Regions from separate parts of the Xenopus laevis genome. Here region 1 is linked to region 2. Evidence: chromatin contacts called from public Hi-C data. All regions are on one chromosome and are shown on one strand. The core of a region is the stretch at or near the end of the contact, and the rest is flanking DNA. Distances in the headings are between cores, read along the strand shown. Region 1 has its middle 11 kb from the start of rbfox2.L. Region 2 holds the start of fmc1.L (protein FMC1 homolog).

Region 1 (3,561 bases), core at 756-3,255, 190 kb before region 2:
TGGACTGGGATTCAAAATAGGCCCTGCCGTTCCAAGTACACAGACGCCCAAACAGCCCCCTACCAGCCCACTATATTTTGACTTTCTATGGAACCATACAGCAGCCCCTCTGGCATTTACCAGAACCCACATATTGGCCGTCCGGGCCTGCTTGGGACCCTGGTGCAAATCATTTTCTGTCCTGTCTTAAAATTGGTCTTGGTGGGGGAGGGGAGCCTTGCGCTCCACTCTAAAATAGAGGCACACAGGTTTTAGTTACACTATTAAAGACATACTGACACCAGAAATGAAACTCTTTTTTACATCTATCATAATATTGCCTTTGAAAGCAACTTATACCCATACCTCCACACTGTCCCATTTTTAGAGGGACAGTCCCTCTTTAGACAGCTCAACCTGCAGTCCCTCATTTGTACTGGAAAGTCCTGTTTTTCTCTGCACTGAACAGCCAGAAAAAGAAACATAGTTTCTAACTTAATTGGCTTTTGTCAGAGAGCCCAGAACAGCCACAGCTGCAGATAAGATACATTTGTATCAATTTCAAGATAAGCAAATAAGTAATTAACAGGTTCCTTGGGAGAAGTTAGACTCACAGCTTAAAGGGCAATTCACCTTCATTAGCAAAACTGTAATAAAAAACACAGAAATATGTTCAAACTTTCATAATCTGCCAAATTTTGTAAAATGAACACGGTAATTAGGGGGTGTGGCCACACAAATGGGTGTGGTCAAAAAATTCAACGCACACCAACTTTTTTGTCCCTCTTTTTATTTCCAAAATGTTGAGAGGTATGTTATAACTTTGCCATAAAGTATTTGTACAATGCTTTTCCATTACCTGTCTGATGCCCCATGTTCCTGTATGTGGGGGCTGCCATATTTGTGCAGCAGGAGTCCGTTAGCATTAGAAACTTTAACTGACAGGCTGAGATGGGACAGTCAGGTTAGCAAAACAGTCAGGTTTAGGAGCTTCAACTAACAATTACAAAAACAAACCACTCAGCAAAAAAACAATCAACATGACCTATAGGTAACTTTTAATATACTTTCATATTTTAAAAAGTAGTTTTTTAGTGTTAGTATCACTTTAAGAACAACATCCTGCAAGTTGGTAGGATGAAATGGGTTTAGGCATGTGGTGCTTGTACAATTTACTAGATAATCAGCTATGAATAGGTTAATAATCATGCCTGCACTGTGTCTCTTTTGTAGCTGCTTAGCTGTAAGGGATGTGTGACAGCCCAACGGCTCCTACGGGTAATAGAGACCCATATGCACAAAGCACTCTGCCTGGTGATCGTCTCCATTTATATTGCTGTTTCCAGAATGACCTTGGACCTGCTGTTTCTTTTCTTTGTACCTGTTTATTTCTCTTGACAGATTCCCTGCTCGGGAATTTAGCCTTGAGCACAAGGCACATTTTCTGGAGTGCAATTTTCTATTTGGGGTTTAATTGAAATGTTACTCTTTGTTCTGCCTATGTAACACCCCATAAGTCATAGTCTTCTTGGGCCTCTGACAGCAGACACAATGGTATCCCTTAACATAAACACAGCTTAAACGGGCATGCGGTGAAATGAGACTTGTTCGCAAAAGATGTAAAAATAACAGTTTTATTTGCAAGTCATTCTATTGTGAGATTGTTGTTTTGAGTATTGCCTCTACCTCTACTTGCAAATCATATTATTGCCTATATCCCTAATTCATAGTTAAGAATGCACCGAATACAGGATTCGGTTCAGGATTCAGCCTTGATTTGGCCTTTTTCAGCAGGATTCGGATTCAGCCGAATCCTTCTGCCCAGTTAAACCGAATCCTAATTTGCATATGCAAATTAGAGGCGGGAGGGGAATCATGTGACTTTTTGTCACAAAACAAGGAAGTAAAAAAATGTTTTCCCCTTCCCACCCCTGGGGGCACCCAGCACATATCTCTTCTTTCAGCCTACCCCTGGTCCGGACCCTTTCTCTTCTATCGGCACTCTCCAGTGTGCTTCTGTGCGCTCTCTTTCCCTCCATGCGCTCTAAGTGACGCACACACTCCCGTACATGAGCGCACACGCACCCCCGGCAAGGGGGTGAAGAGGTCGGCCAGGTTGCCTTGGGCACCCATCTGGCTTGGCCCGGGCCTACAAATGGGGGTCACTGCCCCCCAACAAATACTCTAAAAGTCTACCACTATATTGTTACTGCTACTTTTTATTACCCATATTCTGTTCATATTCCAGTCTCTCATTTAAATCAATGCATGGTTGCTGGGATTATTTGGATCCTAGCAACCAGATAGCTGAAATTGCAAACTGGAGAGCTGCTGAATCAAAAGCTAAATAACTCAAAAACCAAAATAATAAAACATGGAAACCAATTGCAAATTGTCTCAGAAAATCACACTCTACATGATAATAAAAGTTAATTTAAAGGTGAACAACCCCTTTAAAATGGGGTCAGAAATTCTGGACGACTTGGGAAATGATAACAAACACTTCTTTGCTTCCAACAGGAGAACCGGACAAATAGCTTTGTTTTTCAAAAGCTGGGCTTTATATGCTCAGATGGCATGTTGTTTTTGCCAGATTTCTTTCCTTGTAAAGAATGAAGACATTTGCTGTGTGCTTTGCACAAATTCTGTGAAATATCCTTTTCTTATTATGAGAAAAACCCACTTATTTCATATTGCCTAATATATATATGACATAAGGGGTAAATGCAGTGCTCTGTTACTGTCACACAGGGGGCACTATTTTATTATTTTACCTGCGCTCAAACCAGCTGGGTGAGGGACAATTCCCTGCAACTCCCAGAAGAGCAGTCTCGAATGCAACTCTAGTTTCAGAATTGGCTTTCTTTGTATGAAGAGTGTAGTTGCACTGTATAACTCTCAGGTTAAATCTTGCTATCTGCCAATAATGCCCACAGCAAATGCCATCCAGTACTAGGAATGATACTGGTCCTTTACATTATGCTCTTTGCACAAGGAACGTATTGCCTGAGGAGCCATATCTCCACTACTTTTCCAGTGCTTTGGGGCAATGTGCATTCCTTTCTCACTAATCCTACCTGATGTGTACTATGACAGAGTCTGTCTATCAGTAACTATTCCTTATTCACAGGATCCTGGTATCCTGACAATCCAGAAAGTGAGTCCTAGTACAGCCTCTGGCATACCTCCCAACATTTGGAAAATAGAAAAAGCGACAAAAAGATTTGCAGTGCGTATTTCCCACACCCATTTTATGGCCACACTCCCTAAATACCAAATCCATTTGGCAGATTATAGAAAGTTTGTGAACACATTTCTGGGGGGTTTATGGTCAGGTTTTATGTGTTATTACAGTTTTGCTAATTTAGGTGAATTGCCCTTTAAAGGAGATGTTAACCCTAAAAATGAATGTGACTAAAAATTTTATATTTTATATACTGAACTTATTGCACCAGCCTAAAGTTTCAGCTTCTCAATAGCAGCAATGATCCAGGACTTCAAACTTGTCACGGGGATCACCATCTTGGAAAGTGTCTGTGACACTCACATGCTCAATGGGCTCTGAGCAGCTGTTGAGAAGCT
Region 2 (3,636 bases), core at 531-3,030:
GGGGTACATTGTCCAGATAGTCCCAAGATACACTGCACCTGTTTCATGAAGGCCATAAAAATAAAACATTCCATTTAGACATTCTTAGAATACAACTGAAAATAAGATATACAGTAAGTTAAAGTGGTTCCAACACAATTACTAAAAATTGGTTAAATTTGGCAAGCAATAAGCAGCCATTTAATAAAACACATAAGGGGTCAACCAGTATTACGTGATTTGACTCTTTTAGTGGAGACATTTTCCACTGGTGTCTATGGCAGGGTATTTTCTGGTAATTTGTAGCGGCAACACAACATGGCCTATAAATACACAAAGGGGCAGATTTACTAAGGTTTGAGTGAATTTTCGAAGTACAAAAAGATACTATGACTTCGAAATTACTTTGACTTCGATTCAAAGTAAAACTCGTTCGATTATTGGACCATTCGACCATCAAAGTACTGTCTCTTTAACCAACTTAAACCTGCCGAAGTGCTATGTTAGCCTATGAGGATCTTCAAGAGCAATTTTCTAAGTTTTTTATATTCGTAGGAAAATCGTACGATCGTACGATAAAATCATTCGAATCGTACAATTCGAAGTACGATCGTATGACTAATAAAATCCTCCGACTTCGAAAGTCGGAGGATTCTATTCGATGGTCGAATTTCGAAGTATTTTCCACTTCGAAATTCGACCCTTGATAAATCTGCCCCAGAGTGGCATTGCCCTTACTTTTTAAGCTATTAGCACCGTGATACTCAAAAATGACAGAACACAGGCAGTTCAAGCTGATATTCTGGGCTTCTCTGGTGTTTTATGACACAAAGACATGAAAACGCTGTCCTTCCACATATACATGTTATGATCTGAAACATGTGAATACGTACATACAAGCACAATTGAATCATGTTTATTGTCTTGATGCCAGGGCTGGACTGAGATTCAAAATAGGCCCTGGCATTTCAGGTACACAGAGGCCCAAACATCCACAGCCAGCCCAATATATAGTGACTGTCTATGGCAACTTACAGCAGCCCCTCTGGCATTAGCCAGAAGCCACAGATTGGCAGTCAGGACCTGCTTTATTCCTGCAGAGACCTGGGAGCAGCAGCACCAGACATTATCTCTATAGCTTATTAATGAGCTCTTGAACTCAAGCCCCACATAAGAGTAATGCTTTATAAACACCTCCCTGACAATATATGAGAGAGAGAGAGAGAGAGAGAGAGAGAGAGAGAGAGAGAGAGAGAGAGAGAGAGAACTATATAAAGGAAATAGACTGGAAATTAGGAGCAGCCTCACAGCCTCGTGTGATGAAGTGGAAGTTCACTAACCTCCAGCAGGACAAGTAGAATAGTGAGGGCGCCCATTTACATTATATAAATACATTATACCTAAATGTATTATATTATAAATGTATATATATTAGTTAGATAATTGTATTCTTGGCCAACGAGGCTACAAACAAAGCACATTTAAACTGATGCAGACACACGCCCAATAAAGTAGTGTTGTCTGTATCAGCGAACCCCCTGTGTTCAGCTAATCGCAGCTACAACAATATGGCGGCTCCAATGAGCAGCGCCATTACCGTCCCCGCGCTCGGACTCCTCACCTGATTCCTTCTGAATTGCTCTCTAATGTAGTTATAAGCCGCCGTGTCACGATAGCGGTTCGGGCCACTCATGTAGCGCAGTTCTCTTAAAAGACTGCGAAACGTACGCAAGGGAGAACCGAGGGCCGCCATCTTTGCGCGAGTGGAAAGGGGAGCTCGTTGACTGCCGAGAAGTCAAGGGCGAACAAATCGATTGCCGAAGGCGGGAAATTGTCAGCTAAACTGCAGTAGGTTTGACCTTCAGTGTGAAGTCAGGATGGAATGGCGGTAGTTAGAGAAGGAACCTCCACATTCTAAATCTGGCTTTCTGCTACATTATACATTAATATACATGTTATTTTATATGCCATTTTTTTGTTGTCAAACTTTTGGACCCTGGGAATTGGGACCTTTTGCGTGACAGTTTGTTAGGCACCCCAATGTCACCTTTTCTGGGAAAAAATACCGGCCTTCCTATATTTTTATGTTTTTTTCCCTATAAATAACATTGGCATCAAGCAACATATTTACCGACAGGCCAGTAAAACACCGGCCAAGTGGCAACCCTAACCCCCAGAGATAATATTTTACTGTAGACCGGAACAGAACACGGTTCTGCCAATATTTTCTTGTTTCAGGATCTTTGCTGCAGGCCTGGGTGCACGGGGCTTTTCACCAGTGAAGGAACTTAAAGGAAAACTATACCCTCCAACAGGCCTGGACTGGGAGTCAAAATAGGCCCTGCAATTCCAAGTACACAGAGGCCCAAACAGCCTCCTACCAGCCCACAATATGGTAACTTTCTATAGAACCATACAGCAGCCCCTCTGGCATTTGCCAGAACCCACAGATTGCCAGTCTGGCACATAAAACAGCTCGTATGTAAAACCCTGCTTCATGTAAATAAACCATTTTCATAAGATTTTTCATATGATTGGGTAATCATAAATAGAAAATTTCCATTTTAAAAAATAAGGGATCGTACGATTCACTGTGCCAGAATTCTGTCTTTTGCTTCAACACTTCTTCCTGTTACAGTTAGAGTTGTTACTATTTCTGGTCAGGTGATCTCTGAGGCAACACAGAGACAATCACAAAATGGTGGTTCAAGGCAAGAGATGTAAAAGGGCAATATTTACTTAAATATATATTCCAGTTTGGTAAGATTCTTTAATATGCCACTTAATATGATGTAGACTGTTGCTTAAGTGTTCATTTTGGGAGTATAGTTTTCCTTTAATAAACTTGTCTCAGTTTGCAGTGCCAAGCAAGTTACCAGGGACTACACAAGTGATTTCCCCCCCCCCCATACCATTTCTAGCACAGAAAAGGTAAGCGCTGGGGGTAGGGGGAGCCGCATTGTAGATGAGGCAGCTCTTGACCGCTGTCTGGGTGTTGTGTGTATGCATTCAAAGTTGAGCTTTACTCTTGCTCTACTACATATAACTGCACAAGGGATCACCACCGCTGCTACTACTACTACTAATATGCTTGGGGTATTACATCGCAAAGGACAGTGCTCTACATATCTGTGATGTACATAATTTTCTTTATGTTCAAGATGACCAGCTAACCCTCCTTCCTCTTTGAAGATCATGTTGAAACCTTATCATGGAAACTTGACTTGGAAGTGTGTAAAACAATTGGTGTTTTTGGCACAACTTGGCCTGTTCTCTGTGCCTGAAGCCTTTCCTGGTCTTTGCCTATGCCCCCACAGACAAGATGTTCCTGCACATTTAGAACACCTGACTCTGCCTCTCCACATTACTGGGGGAATTTGCAAGTCTTTTGGAACTGTAGCCTTTCCCCTCTACTTCTAAGGGTAGGACTCCACAAGCGATTTTGACGCGATCTGACGTGCTGCGACAAAACGCATGCGAATTGTCGCATGCAACAAAAATAAGTTAAGAGATAGAATTGTTGCATGGTGTCGCAGCGTTGATCCGACGCAACACGACTGTCGGATGCAAACGCAGCGAGCAGCATCTGCATCCGACAGTCGTGTCGCGTCGGATCAACGCTGCGACACCATGCGACAATTCTATAGGTCCTCATAG

The links. Hi-C and Micro-C count contacts between places; a contact is called where the count stands out from the background.
Region 1: a Hi-C map of the XTC cell line shows a contact between it and region 2, with 2.7 times the contacts expected there. The contact joins the enhancer-like site here to the promoter of fmc1.L in region 2. A contact is called at or near these places in 2 of 4 Hi-C or Micro-C datasets (the XL177 cell line and the XTC cell line).

The regions. Positions count from the first base shown.
Region 1 is chr4L:112,471,410-112,474,970 of Xenopus_laevis_v10.1, reverse strand. No RefSeq gene overlaps it. Among protein-coding and RNA genes, the nearest start is that of rbfox2.L, 11 kb to the right of the region's middle. Within about 2 kb of position 2,005, at least 1 of the 7 cell types and tissues checked has an H3K27ac peak or open chromatin away from gene starts, as enhancers often do.
Region 2 is chr4L:112,278,792-112,282,427 of Xenopus_laevis_v10.1, reverse strand. It overlaps fmc1.L (protein FMC1 homolog), which reads right to left and starts at 1,780. Exons shown (of 2, transcript XM_018258755.2): 1 at 1,601-1,780. The coding sequence starts at 1,732.